2 separate regions of the Mus musculus genome follow, and region 2 is linked to region 1. The links are chromatin contacts, called in public HiChIP or PLAC-seq maps. All regions are on one chromosome and are shown on one strand. The core of a region is the stretch at or near the end of the contact, and the rest is flanking DNA. Distances in the headings are between cores, read along the strand shown.

Evidence for each region. HiChIP or PLAC-seq counts read pairs in DNA pulled down with a chosen protein or histone mark.
Region 2: an H3K27ac HiChIP or PLAC-seq map of trophoblast stem cells shows a contact between it and region 1, with 3 times the contacts expected there. The contact joins two enhancer-like sites. A contact is called at or near these places in 4 of 115 datasets of contacts at active chromatin or transcription factors (embryonic stem cells, extraembryonic endoderm stem cells and trophoblast stem cells) and 2 of 9 other capture datasets (adipose tissue and liver).

The regions. Positions count from the first base shown.
Region 1 is chr7:123,243,621-123,246,320 of GRCm38.p6, reverse strand. The region is part of intron 6 of Slc5a11 (solute carrier family 5 (sodium/glucose cotransporter), member 11); the gene reads right to left. Among named protein-coding and RNA genes, the nearest start is that of Slc5a11, 30 kb to the right of the region's middle. Within about 2 kb of position 1,345, at least 7 of the 459 cell types and tissues checked have an H3K27ac peak or open chromatin away from gene starts, as enhancers often do. A contact at or near this core is called in trophoblast stem cells, where this site is marked.
Region 2 is chr7:123,444,526-123,447,261 of GRCm38.p6, reverse strand. No RefSeq gene overlaps it. Among named protein-coding and RNA genes, the nearest start is that of Aqp8, 16 kb to the left of the region's middle. Within about 2 kb of position 1,376, at least 10 of the 459 cell types and tissues checked have an H3K27ac peak or open chromatin away from gene starts, as enhancers often do. A contact at or near this core is called in trophoblast stem cells, where this site is marked.

The sequences.
Region 1 (2,700 bases), core at 96-2,595:
GAATTCTGGGAACAAAATGTGCAGACTTGAGAAACGGTGAGCAGAGAACATCTTCCTCCAAGAGGCCCTGAGTTCTGAGCACTCCCAGACATCTGGGATGGGAGGCTGAGGCCGAAGCAGTCATGAGCACGTGGGATGCCCAGGGACTGGGGTTGTCCATGACTCTGGGAATCATGATTTGGCCTGTAGTTTTTAAAGGCTATGGGATGTCCCTCTTAGTCACTCTGGGACCTGGGACTGGCAGACATTCCTCTACAAGGTCACAGGTGTCAGGTGAGGAAGGATAGGTGATGATGACAATCACAGGGTGCATGTCTACATTTGGAGAGGCTGTGCTGTGGTTTGGACTCAAGGCATGTTCCAAAAACTCACATGGGGAGGGCTTGGTCCCCAGTTGATGGCTCTAGTCAGAGAAGTCATTGGATCCTGGGCCTCTGACCTAGTAATGGATTAATCTATTGATGGATTCATAACTTGCTGACATTATCAGAAGATGGAGGGAGCTAGGATGCTGCCCTGGCTGGAGTCACGGCAGACCTGCCTTGACTGTCATCAGCCCTTTCCTGACTCTGCTTCCTGGATGCCATGAAGTGAGTGGCCTTTTCCACCATGCTTTTTCCTCCACGATGTTTCTGCCTTGCCATGGGTCTAAAGCAAGGGAGCCAACTGGCAGAACTCTCTGGAAATGTGAAAAGAAGCCCCTCCCCGTGTTTAATCTCAAGGACCATGTCACAGTGCAGACAAATGACTAATGTGGGCTAAGTAACCAGACATGCTTCAAGAACAAGTCTTGGTAGTGATCCCAGCATCTGAGAGACTGAGGCAGGAGGATTATGAGTTTGAAGCCAGCCTGGACTACCTGGTGAAACCTGTCTCAAAAAAGTTAAACTGGTAAATTCATAGTAGAATCTGATGGAATGTCCTAGACAGTAGGAGTGCTTCTAGTAAGATGAGTTAAATGTTGACACATATTTGAATTTTTCATGTTAAAATATTGCCAAAAATAAATATAGCAATAGATATGTTAGTAGGATTAATAAAGCTTTGTTATCCATCTCTTCTCAAAAGGCAGGTTGGGATGCTGACTCTCATGGATGTCCTGCCTGGGTCCTCTTATTTGCTGCAAGGATGTTCAGCAGGAAGTTTCCAGAAGTATTTTATGCTGAGCTCTGACACTGTCAGGAATACTGCACAGAGAGGTTGAAGCAAGCAAGCCTTGTACACTGTGGGAGCTGAGACCTAATCAGAGAGCACAATGGGTGCTCCAGTCCATTCAGATAAAAGTGCCAGAAAAGGCAACCACTATCTAATCTGTGAATGATAGACAGCTGCATCTGGCCTTGGTTCCTGAGCGCCATTGGCTGCTGGCATTGACTATCAGTTGACCCTGGGGTCAATCTAGGAGAACTGCAGCTTCTACCTACAAGAAGTTTCTAATTATTAAAAGACAGAAGAGGAGGAGCAGGAAGGAGGGAACAAAGGAGAGTGTGCATCATTAACACACTACACAATAAGCCTTCGTATCTCCAAGGTATCCCTTATTCTATAGCCCAGGCCATTCAGGAAATAGCCCAGTGAGTCAGAGGATCTAGACCACAATACTCCACATGTAGATTCAGTGCTAAAGGGCCAGGGGACCAAATAGGTACCATCCCTCTTGTTGGCGTTGACTGAATGGACAGAAGTAAACACAGCAGCCAGATGTGGTGGCACACACCCATAATTCTGACATGGAGATCACAAATTCTAGGTCAGCTTAGGCCACATACCGAGACTGTCCCAAAAGTTAACTAAAACAAGATAACTCGAACAAAAGACAACCACCCTTAGAGATTACCACTCCAGCTCCCAGGGCCTTGGCTGACAGTAGCTCTGCATTAGGTTATACTCTCTGTCTGTCTTGATGGTGGAGGCTTTAGAGGGAACCTCAGAAACTCTCTCCAGATGAGACCGAGTCTGCCCTGCATCCATGTCCATGGGAAACCCTCACTACTGTGAAATCAATGGCACCTGATTATACCCCCACCTGAGGCTTAATGCATGGTCTTCACTAGACAGATACACAGAGGAAATGACAGACAAGCGTGTGGTTGCTTGGTAGGCACCAGAAGGCTATGGCTCAGTTTCCATGTTCATGAGCAAAGCTAGTCTCTAAGGATGGGGAGTATTTAGTGCTGTCCTCGAACATGGTAAATCTGCAGTACCATCTAAGCGCTGAGGAGGTGCTCAGTCTGTAGCCTGCAGTGATATCTAAGGGCTGGGGAGGTGCCCAGTCTATGCTGCTGTGCTCAAAGAGGGTTATAGTTTGATCCCCAGAACCCATGGGAAAACCTGGGTGTGGTAGCACGCTTAGAAATCCAGTGCTGGGGCTGGAGAGATGGCTCGGTGGTTAAGAGCATTGGCTGTTCTTCCAGAGGTCCTGAGTTCAAATCCCAGCAACCACATGGCGGTTCACACTATCTATAGAGCGATCTGATGCCCTCTTCTGGACTGCAGATGCATATGCAGTAGAACACTCATACATTACATAAATTAAAATAAGAAAAAAATAAAAATAAATAAATAAATAAATAAATAAATAAATAAAATAATTGCTGAGGATGCAAAGACAGGAGGATCCTAGCCTGGCAGCCTAGAGCCCAGTGAGAGTTCCTCTCTTAAAAAATAAGGTTTGGCTCCCGAGAAACAAGGCCCCAGGCT
Region 2 (2,736 bases), core at 127-2,626, 200 kb before region 1:
AAGGGCTATGGTTACAGGTGTAGGCCACCACAGCCAGTGGACATTTTAACCATCTTTAATGCTATGTTTGACAGCTTTAAGGACATTTCCTCTTGTACAACCATTGCCGTTATCCACCTCCCCAAACCATCCCATGTTTTAAAACCTGAATTATGCAACACATTTAATAGACCATCAAACAATTTCCCATTCTCCCCTGCAAGCCCCCGGAAGACACAGTTCTTTGTGTCTGTACAAACCCGACTGCTCTAAGTACCACATCAAGATGGAATCGTATTTGTTCCCAGGGCTCATCCGTGCCTCAGGCCTCATAATTCCATTCTCTTTATGACCACTGTAATCCACTGTACCATATATGCTGAATACTGCCCTTGGGTGTCAGTCCCCTGCCTAAGCTTCCTTGGGGGTTACAGTTGGGCCCCACCATGCCTGTTCATAATTGTGTTTGGTCTCTTTCTTCCCCGTATAAATGGCTGTGATCCTTAGCAGTCTTGCCTTTTCTCCTACATTCTCTCTCCTGCCCCACCTCTGTGATGGGTATTGTTTAAGACCTAACTCATCCCTCCTTTCATAATAGCCTCTTGACTCTGCTTGGGGGAACCACCCTTCCTCCACCCTCAGGTCACATGGATCAGGTAGCACTCCCACCCATTGCCACCAATGCTCAGCTCCCTGAAATGACGTCTTCCCCAACCCTTTGAGGCATAGGACCTTGCTCCGCAGACATCCCAGTTCTCAGGTCACACTCACTGGCTCAGGGATTTCTGGTCAATGGAAAGTGTCCGCTCTCTGTGGCCTGCTGAGAGAGACGGTGTAGACCAGAAGCTTCTGGAAGATATCATCGTCTCTGTGACAGAAAAGCAGAAGAAGGACAGGGCTACTCAGGGGAAGACAGACTTGGTAGAGCAAGACTTGGGCGCCCATATGCACCTTGGGTCTAACCATCTATCTGTTCTGCTTGGGTCCCCTCCTTAAGTCACTTCAAGCTGGGGGTTTATTTTGGCAAAAAGAAAAACAGGAAGACCTGTGCTTGCTGCTTCCATTCTTCTTCCAAAGCTACCACTGGCTTTTCAGACTTCGGAATTTCTAGGCGCCCTTGGGTCAGACACATCAGAGTGAGGAGGCATGCACCTGGTCTCCTGGACCACCGACATTGCTCATGGGTAAAGGGCAGGGCTACAGTTAGTCATCCTTCAGCACACCTATCTATCCAGGAAAGAGATGAGTAACTATCTCAGGAGTTTATAGCCAGCACAGTCAACATAAATGGCTGTTTTGTGAGGCAGAAGGCGAGAGCAAAAGCCACACTCAGAGAAACTGCCTTGGACTTAGTGACACCACCAGTGACCTGCCCCGGGTCAACAGACAGGCCGGACATCCTTCTTTGTCACCCTTTCAGGAATCTTGGCAATGTGAATCATTCTCCAGGATCCTTTCAGAGATGCAGATGTCCCCTGTGAGAATTAAGAAGCGGTGATGATCCACAAGTCTGTCTAGGGCCTTAGTAACTGAGACTGAGAAAGGAAGGACGAGTGGCAGGGTCCCAGCCAGAAGCCCAAGTAGTGCACACAGTGGTGTGGTGGCCTCTGACTGCAGAGGCAGTCGCTGTAGGTGGGCCAAGGTTTTACCAGCAAGAATGGAAGTGATACTGGTTTTCAAGGAGAGTGGAACTCCAGGCAGCAATAAGGAGTGATGGGGAAAAGGGTCAAGGGTTTGACTGAGTAACTGTGTAGTCAGTCTGGAGCCAGCTTGTTGAGAGCCAGACTCTGAAAGGAAGTAAAGAGCCACTGTGGAATGGGGTTGAAGGCTAAACTAGACAAGTCAGGGGGCAGTGGCTCAGTCAGTAAGATGCTTGCAGTACAAGCAGGAGGTCCAGAGCTTGATACCCAGTGCCCCTATTTAAAACACAAAAGCAAAAACAACACCAAAAGAAAGCTAGGCAGAGCCTCTAATCCCAGTGCTAGGGAGGTAGAGATAGGAGGAACCCTGGCTCTCACCAGCCAGCTCGGTTAAATCAACAAGTTCCAATTTCCTTGAGTGACCCTGCTTTTGTAAAGAAGGTGGAGATGCTGGAAAGACAACGACTCAGTGGCCAAAAGTGGTTGTTGTTCTTGCAGAGATTTGCTTCCCAGCAAGCATATGGCAGCTCACAACCATATGTAATTCCAGTTCCACGGGGTCCCAAACCCGCTGTGGGTACCAGCATGTACATGGCACATGCATATACTCAGTCAAAACCCTCAGACACATCAAATGAAAGTAAATCGTTAAAAAGAATAAAATGAAGAGAGACTAGGGAAGACACACTCAATATTGACATCTGGTCTCTACACACACTCATGCACATGCATGATCACACACATAGATTCACAATGATTACACAAGTGTGTATGTCTGGGCGGGGGTGGGTACCTGGATGCCAACGGGTAACCTCAGACACAATGGATTATGACCTTGTTTAATGTACCCAGTTCTCTGCAGGAGGCAGGTTATCTAAGTATTATTTTTATTTGATACAGGACAGAGTCAAGGTTCAAAGAGGTAAAGGGTGGACTATGTGGCCAGACCATGTACCTGTGAATAGTAGAGCTGGAAATGACCAAGTTGGCCTCCAAAGCCAGTACCTGATACCTTTCAATTGTCTAACTGATGACACTTTTCAAAGGCCATTTTGCAATCCCCTTCCCTTAGAAGACCATTTATTTCCATCAGTACGGTGTGGGGAAGGGAAGGGAA